3 separate regions of the Mus musculus genome follow, and regions 1 and 3 are each linked to region 2. A link is a contact called in public ChIA-PET and HiChIP or PLAC-seq data. All regions are on one chromosome and are shown on one strand. The core of a region is the stretch at or near the end of the contact, and the rest is flanking DNA. Distances in the headings are between cores, read along the strand shown. Region 1 overlaps Fam120a (family with sequence similarity 120, member A). Region 2 holds the start of Ninj1 (ninjurin 1). Region 3 has its middle 75 kb from the start of Gm36784.

Region 1 (2,700 bases), core at 29-2,528, 260 kb before region 2:
ATCTCAAGAGTAGCTTTGACAATTTTAACCCTCTGACCAAGAGTGTATAGTTCATTTACTTAAATGTGGTGTTTGAATGAGAATCATAGCCCCTCTCCCTCCCCCTCCCCTCACCCCATCCCCAGGCTCAAACATGTGAATACTTAATCCCCAGTTGGTGGAAGGATTAGGTATGGCCTTACTGGAGAAGGTGTGTTATTGAAGCAAGCTTCTCAAGTCAATGCCATTCCATAGTAGCACTCTGCCTCCCACTTCTGGATCAGATGTGTACAATTGCTTCAGTGCCCAGCCTGCCTGCTGCCTTACTCCCTGCCACAATGGTCATGGTCTCATCCTCTGGAACTTAAAAGACACTTAGCCATGGTGTCTCTCCACAGTAGCAGAAAGGTAGCTGAGATAATAAGGACCCTAGCTTCACTCATGCAGCTTTGGAATGTCCCTGAGCACTCGCCAATGTTCATATAACTAGTAGGGCATTAGGGCTTGCATTACCACTTTAAGCCACAAATTGTGAGAACTCAAGTCTTTCTCATACTTGTGTTCAGAGTGGTAACTCACAACAAGCTATAACTGGCAGTGTGCAGGGACACAAACCACTGTATGCCAACACACAGCACTGCGAATGTGTGGAAGCTGACAGATAACTTCCTACAGTCAGTCAGTTCTCCTCTCCCATTATACAAGTTCTGGGGAATCCAACTCGGGAAGGCAGCTGCATCAGCAGGGCCTTTACCTTTATCAGCCAAGCCTTCTCAATAACCTATATGCTTACTTTAAAAATCTCTAGGCCGGACAAAGACATTACCTGAACACATTCTTTTCTCATTCTCCAACAATACCCAAACCACTAGAGTTCACTGCTGAATGCTTGCCTAGAATACTTGGGCTCTGGGACTGATTCTCTAGCACCTCAAAGCAGAAGAAAAACAAGAATGAGAGCCAGGCGTGGTGGCACACGCCTTTAATCCCAGCACTCGGGAGGCAGAGGCAGGCGGATCTCTGAGTTCGAGGCCAGACTGGTCTACAGAGTGAGTTCCAGGACAGCCAGGCCTGCACAGAGAAGGCCTGTCTCGAAAAACAAAAAAACAAAAAACAAAAATCAAAACAAAACAAACAAACAAACCAACCAAGAATGAGGTGAGGAATGGTTGTCAAAGGGAAGTTTTTTGTTTCGTTAGTTTTCTGGTTCAGCTTCTGACATCTCTGCAAAGTCTGACATTGGAAGCTTGGCCCCAGGATATTAGTCCTGAAAGGGTAAGGGTTTTTGTGTTTGTTTTGTTTGTTTTTAATCAGATCAGGCCCAGAGAGAGAGCCCTCATAAGTTCAAGGTGCTGCCCTTTGAAAAGATTATTACACAAAATGGAACTGAAATCTCAGCCAAGTCTATCCGTCTATCCACAAACACTTAAATATCATTTAATGACTGAAAACATGAATGTACTTCACAGACATTCTAACTTAATTTAGAATTCACCTTGTTTACATAAGATGCCAAGACATGCCACTAGCCTTGATCAATGTACAATGTCATGTGTACAGTCAGTATTCCCAAAGTATTGTAAGGATATCCTGGTAACTGTTATCCCAGAAATCCCAGGGGATACCACTGTCCAAGTCCTTTCTGTATAATGTATAGAACCTACACACAGAGAATCTGTGCATAGAATCTATCCACAGAGCCTGTATGCCCCCTCCTGTACACCTACAGAGAAAGACTAAGAACAGCAAAGACTAAATAACTGCAAGGCAAATGCTATGCAAAGAGTTGCTATACTGCATTATTTGGGGGAATGATAGAGGAAAAAAGAAAAATCAGTACATTTTCCACACAATTTCCTTTTCAAACTCTTTAGAAACTCAGATATAAAAAGCAGATACTGCTTTTCACCTCACTTCCTGTTCCTGGATGCCCTGTGAGTGCTGTGTTGTTCACACAATCTCCGGTAACTACTCAGACTGCAGCTGCTGCTTCCTGACCCAGGTACTGTGGTTTCATGTGGTGGACACTTGGTCCTCAGTTTGGTGCTACTGAAGGTGATGGATGGGTGAAATCTTCAAGCCCTGGAGCACAGTGGGAGCCACTAAAGGCCCATCGATGGGCTTGTGGACCCATCTGTCTCTCACTTCCAGTCTCAGAGTATGCTCTCTGTCACAGCACAGAACTGCCACTGTGGTCCCATGTGCTATGACGTCCTCACTAGAGCTGAGCTGAGCCCAGTGCCACAGCCTTGAGTTTCCAGAAGTGTCAGCTAAATAAGCATTTTTATTTAGCTGGTTGGTGGTGGTGCATGCTTTTAATCTCAACACCCAGGAGGCAGGGGCAAGTGGATATCTGGATTCAATGCCAGCCTGGTCTATTGATCAAATTCCAGGACAGTCAGAACTACACAAAAAAACCTTGTCTTGAAAAATAAAAACAAACAAAAAGAAACAAAACAATTTTTGGCTTATTTTGTTACATGTGTGCCATGGTGTGAAGTTTGAGGGAAAGTTGGGGGAGGTGGTTCTTTGCTTCCACTGTGTTGAGATCTGGGGATGGCACTCAGGTCTTCAGGACTGGAAACAGATCACACCTTTTCCCTGTGATCCACCTCGACAGCCCAGTCTTTGTCTTTAGAAATGTTATTCAGCTTGAGATATTCTGTTACTGTAGTGAAAACCAAACATCTTCCTGCTTCCTCCAACTGTCAGCACTCTAAC
Region 2 (2,700 bases), core at 83-2,582:
CTCTGGCTGTTCTGGAACTTGCTCTGTAGACCAGGCTGGCCTCGAACTCAGACATACACCTGTCTCTGCCTCCAAGTGCTGGGATTAAAGGCTTGTGCCACCACCTCTACCACCAGGCTGGCTCCATTTCTTATTTCTAATCCTCTTCCTTCTGGATGTGAGACAGGGGACAGAGGGTCCGCAGGTTCACTTGGCCTTTAGCAAACTCCAGCCTTATGCTAAGACACAAGCTGGCAAGAAGGGTCATAAAGAGAAGGTGAACCACTCCATCAAGGAACGGTAGTTCTGAGCCCCAGCTTGTAATCTCCCTAAGAGTCTCATCGTCCTTATTCCTTCTGAGACTCTAGGAGATACCAGGAGAGGAGTGTGGCACCCCTGAGGCCAGGCAAAGCATGGGGCCTGAGAGTGAGGCCAGGGTGGGAAGGAAGAAGGCACAGCAACTGGCTTTTACTCCTGCATCTAGTGTGTCTCCTCGGACGACAGCACCCCATCACACTCCATCTAGCTTCCTAGGCCAGGAAAAGACATGGTACTGGGGCACAAAGGTCCATTGGGCCACGAACTGCAGTAGCCAACCAACACGTCATACCCTTGGAGTATAGATGTCAGGGCTATGATGTCAGCTTCTTCTGGACACTAAAGCTGTTGTGCTTCCCTCTGGTCCCTGGTCTCTCTTGGAGGGTGGTGTGGGAGGCAGGAGAGTCCCGGAGAGCGGAATGCCAGCCTTCTCCACCAGTGCCAGCCACACGCAGGCTCTGCACAGTGGGGTGCTGGCTGCAAGCTAGACCCAGAGCAAGAGGCTCTCCCTCATATGTTCTATTCTCCAGGCAGAACAGCTGAGGGCTCTAAAGTGGAAACCTGGAGTAACCGTTGACACCCTTTTCCTGTGTTGAGTTACCCTGAAGGGACTTACAGCCTCAGGGCGTGTCCTCCCCAAGGAAAAAACCTCAGCACGGGGCAGCATGTGCCTCGCCCTTGGCCTCACTTTTAAACAGATCAAGTGCTTATGTTCAAAGTTCAGAGGGGGGCCCGTTTGATCAACAACTTTGAGACAGGGTCCCTGGGGACCCCCGATGTCATCGCGAGGACAGGCGCTGGGCTGCTTGCCCTAGCCATCGTGAAGGAGCCTGAGAATTGGGGACATCAAGGCCGCTGGAGAAGTGCTATCCTGCTCAGGCGCGATTCCAGCAGCTGGCGTCTAGGCCCCGGCCCGCCCCGGGTGGAGGCGGAGTCCGGGGGCGGCCGCGCGCGGGGGGCGTGTCGGGGGCGGGCCGGGGGCGGGCCGGGGGCGGGCGCACAGCCGTAGCCCGTGGCGGAGGCGCGGGTGCGCTCAGGCCGTGTGCTGGGCGGCCCGGGCGGCCGCACCATGGAGTCGGGCACTGAGGAGTATGAGCTCAACGGCGACCTGCGCCCGGGCTCCCCCGGTTCCCCCGACGCCTTGGTAAGCTCTCAGCACCTCCTGCCCCGGCTGCTGTGTGACCTTGGCCGGCGCCGCCCTCTCTGGGCCCGGCACGTCAGCGGGCACCTGTGGGCGTCTGGCCCGGTTTCGCGCGGCGTCCGCACTGCGGGGGGTGGTGGTGGCCGCTGCTTCCGGGCAAAGTCGTGCTTGACCTGTCTCTAGCGCAAGTGGTGGCCCACGGGTCTGGGGCCAGCACAGCAGGTAGGCAGAGGCGCCGGGCGGTCTAGCTTGCTGCCGTCGCCCCGCTGTGCAGAGCCCGCGTCTGGCTGGCACCACTCCTCGGGTGGAGAAGGCTGGCATTCCGCTCTCCGGGACTCTCCTGCCTCCCACACCATCCTCCAACTTCCAACGCCTCCGGGCTGTCTCCTGCGTGCCTTGGGGTGGGCGGGAGAAGAGTCACCGCCTCCTGGTTGGAAGCTAGCATCAGGCAGACAGCTACGTCACCACACGGTGACCACACGGTCGTCTGCAGCAGTGATAAGGGGGAAACCCGTGGCTGTGTCTCTGCTGCTGTCACCTGCCTATGAAAAACAGAACGCCACCCTCTCGATCGTCAGGGTGCTAGTTCTAGGACTGTAAGGACCTGCCTCGAGTTTGCTCTGCCTAGCCTGCTAAGGCCACAGCGATGGTCGGATGCCTGTGTCGAGGGACCATCTTTCCTGACCCCTCACCTCATAGTCTACCTCCGGGGCAGGGCCTGAGCATGCCAGGGCCGAGCCTTCACTTGTACCACCCCGCATGGCCCTCTGTCCCTCGGTGACATGTTGACTTTGGACATTCCTTCTATTTCCGACCCCCCCCCCCAGGGATGGGGTGGAGTGGGGTGGGGAATTGCACCAGGCTGGGATTTTCCACAAGTCTTTGCGGTGCAAAATAAACCAGAACAGAGACTTTCTGCCCAGGTCCATATAGTGGAAACAGGGAACACCAACGTCTCCTGGGACTACTTCAGGTGTGCCAGCTGAGACTTGGGCTCTGCCAAAATGTGTGAACACTCCGGAAGCAGTGGGCCAGGGACACCCCGGGCTGAGTTCCTTTAGGGAGCCCATCAACTGTCTGGGCCTTTTGTATGTGGGTCTACAATAAAGAACCAGTGATCTCTAGGCCTTTAAGGACAAGGGATGCAAATCAGGAACAGGTGGGCCCGTGGTTCAGCTGCGGATTTGAAGGGAAACTGGCTGTCTCTGAGCAGCAGCCTCCCCCTTCAGCTCTGCAGACAGCTGGATCAGCTGTGCCTCCCA
Region 3 (2,700 bases), core at 45-2,544, 400 kb before region 2:
GTGACCATGGTCCCCAAGGGACTTGAAGAAACGGAGTGCAGAATGGGAGGAGCCCCACACGCCCATTGGCAAGATCTGGGGCTTAGCTCACTAAGGTTGCTAAACAAAATGCCAGAGGCTGGACCAGTTATTAAGATCAGAGATTGGTTTCTCATGGTTCTGGAGGCTGGGAGGTAAGGATGAAGGCACCAGCAACACCTGAGCCTGCAAGGGTTGGTCTCTGCTCCCAAGGCTTCATCCTCCAGAGGTGGAAACACTGGAGTCTCAAATGTCAGGAGACAGACAAGTCAGTGAGCTGAGTCCGTAAGAAGAGCATCAATCCCATCAGAAAGGAGGGAGTTCTCAAATAATCATCTCTTCTTTATCTCTCTCAGTCACTCTTTGTGTGTGGGGTGTGCATGATCATGTGTATACTCATGTGTGTGGAGGCATGATCATGTGTGGGTTCATGTGTGTGGAGGCATGATCATGTGTGGGTTCTTCTGTGTGTGTGTGTGTGTGTGTGTGTGTGTGTGTGTGTGTGTGTGTAGGTATGTGGAGTCCAGAGGTTGTCATTGGATACCTTACTCAATTGCCCCCCACCTTACATATTAAGGCAGGGTCTCTCACTTGAACCCAGAGCTTGAGAATTTGGCGAACTTAGCCTAGTCGCTTCTGAGCTCTCCCGTCTCTTCCTCCTGAGTGCTGGGCTTGCAGGTGGGCTGCTACATCCACCCAGCACTTAAGCGGCTGCCTGGGACCCAAACTACAGTCCTCTCTCACACTGCTGCTGGGGCCAGTGCTGCTCAGCCCCAGATCTATGCTGCGCTCCAGCTTGGCCTTTGAGGGATGCTCCAGTTGAGCCTGACAAGAGGCAGGAAGGTTAGAAAGCAAGAAGGCCCCCTCCAGATTCGATGTGAGCCACAACCCTGAAAGCCAGACCACTGTAAGGCTTCCACGTCCACCAAAAGTCAGAGCTGGTGATGTCCTGTGAGCTCAGGGCGCCAGAACACACAGGCTTGGGGGAAGTGGGCAGGGCAGAGCGGTCCAGAGGCCACAGCCTCTCTGCTAAAGCCAGGGCAGGAATCCAGAGATGTAGTGACTATGAAGCGCACCAAGGCCGGCCGGCTAAGAAGCTACCAGCTCCCTGTTGCCAGGAGGAAGCCCTTCTGGGAGCCCAGCCTCTGTCTGGGCATGTGTTAGACCTTGAAGCCCAGGGGCGGAGCCGCGGGCTGCAGGCCTAGGCAGTAGTCGGGAGGGGTGGCATGCAGAGGCTGCGGGGTGGAGCCGGGTTCTGTTGCAATTACCCGTAAGCCTGGTGTTTACACGGGGTTTACAGGGAATTCAAAGCATATCTTCCTGTTGCTCTGGCAGCCGAGGCGTATCAAGTGCGTTCAAAAGGGCCGAACCACGTTCGCCAAAATAAGAACCAAATGGCTGAGTAATTTCCACCAGAGAAGAACTTATTCTCGCAATTGCACGGTCTATTTAGCGTGCTTTCATAAAACCTTTTAACGAATCAGCTCAGAACCCTCCCCAACTGCAGGGCCCACCCCACCTCTCGGGCTTGGATTTCCAAACACAGGTAGGCCTCTGAGATTGGATGCAGACCTCCTGCCCAGCACCAGCGAATGAAAGCCCCAGGAGATAGAGGTTCCTGCCTCAGAGGAAACCCCAATGGAGTCGGGAACAGAACATGGCTTTCTAGGAAAATCTAACAACCAAACAACAGGTCAACCCTGTGACACCAAGGGCTCAGCCTGGAGAACCTGGAAAGGCTTCTTGGAGGATGCAATCTTGCCACACAAAATCAGGGAGGGAAAGGGCCCAGCTGACCAAGGTGGAAGGGAGGACTTGACGATCAAGCCTCTGGAAGATGCTGGTGTGGGGGACAGGGAGTAGATAGTTGTATACAGTCTGCCCATGGGAGAGAAGAGGCACAAGGCTTTCGTGCCAGCTTTTGGCTGGCACAGACCATGGTCTTTCCCTGTTGGACATGACTTTCAAAATGGGCTTGAGCTCAGAAAGGAGGCAGGGACATGGGCAGAAGTGTTAAAAAAAAAATCAACTTCCTTGTGCTAAGTGAACCATAGTTCAAGGGTAGAATGCTTTTCTATGCACAGGCTAAGTCCTGGGCTCCATCCCTAGTGTTGCCAAAACACAATTGAGGTGTGAACTAGGTGCTGTGGAATTGACTCTGAAGACTTGGTTTTGGCCACCACCTCTGTGATGGTGGGGAGCTCTTTCAAGAACTTCCTGAAGCCTGTACTACAGGGCTCACCTCTCCCTCCCATGTTGCTCAGGGCCAGTGTTACCTGGCCCCAGCCTCAAACCCACACAGCTGTCCTTTCTGGCTTCTTTGAAGGAAGCCATTATCTGCTCAGCCTTTCCTAACACAGCAGACCCATCGCATACAGACAGATGGGTTTTCTCGCCCACATCTACCCTACTTAGGTGTTTGGGTTTCTCCACCTAAGTCATAAACTCTGGGCTATAGTTTCTCACTTCTCTGGGAAAGACGTCCCGCCCCTCCCCCGAGCTTGGATGGCCCTTCCATGTGTTTAATTTAACCAGCACAATGTCTCACGCAGTGGGCCTGCTTCCTCCCCCACCTGAACTGCCCAAGAGTAATTTCTGGGTTGATCACTCTAATGCGAGCCTAATGGATGGAAGCTTAGCAGAGCGGTCATTTGCATATCCCTGAGGGATGGCGGTAAAGAA

What was found. ChIA-PET counts read pairs in DNA pulled down with a chosen protein or histone mark. HiChIP or PLAC-seq counts read pairs in DNA pulled down with a chosen protein or histone mark.
Region 1: an RNA polymerase II ChIA-PET map of memory CD8 T cells shows a contact between it and region 2, with 62 read pairs. The contact joins the enhancer-like site here to the promoter of Ninj1 in region 2. A contact is called at or near these places in 1 of 39 promoter capture datasets (cranial neural crest), 3 of 484 Hi-C or Micro-C datasets (the G1E-ER4 cell line, liver and olfactory sensory neurons) and 3 of 115 datasets of contacts at active chromatin or transcription factors (memory CD8 T cells, oligodendrocyte precursor cells and pancreatic cancer cells).
Region 3: a contact with region 2 is called in an H3K27ac HiChIP or PLAC-seq map of embryonic stem cells, with 2.3 times the contacts expected there. The contact joins the enhancer-like site here to the promoter of Ninj1 in region 2. A contact is called at or near these places in 5 of 39 promoter capture datasets (cranial neural crest, embryonic stem cells, frontonasal cranial neural crest and 2 more), 1 of 15 datasets of contacts at CTCF or cohesin (embryonic stem cells), 3 of 484 Hi-C or Micro-C datasets (adipose-derived mesenchymal stem cells, cerebellum and cerebral cortex) and 7 of 115 datasets of contacts at active chromatin or transcription factors (bone marrow-derived macrophages, embryonic stem cells, extraembryonic endoderm stem cells and 2 more).

What each region holds. Positions count from the first base shown.
Region 1 is chr13:48,927,818-48,930,517 of GRCm38.p6, forward strand. The region is part of intron 5 of Fam120a (family with sequence similarity 120, member A); the gene reads right to left. Among named protein-coding and RNA genes, the nearest start is that of Fam120a, 39 kb to the right of the region's middle. Within about 2 kb of position 1,279, at least 36 of the 459 cell types and tissues checked have an H3K27ac peak or open chromatin away from gene starts, as enhancers often do. A contact at or near this core is called in liver and memory CD8 T cells, where this site is marked.
Region 2 is chr13:49,186,197-49,188,896 of GRCm38.p6, forward strand. It overlaps Ninj1 (ninjurin 1), which reads left to right and starts at 1,333. Exons shown (of 4, transcript NM_013610.3): 1 at 1,333-1,441. The coding sequence starts at 1,367.
Region 3 is chr13:48,781,742-48,784,441 of GRCm38.p6, forward strand. No RefSeq gene overlaps it. Among named protein-coding and RNA genes, the nearest start is that of Gm36784, 75 kb to the left of the region's middle. Within about 2 kb of position 1,295, at least 92 of the 459 cell types and tissues checked have an H3K27ac peak or open chromatin away from gene starts, as enhancers often do. A contact at or near this core is called in adipose-derived mesenchymal stem cells, where this site is marked.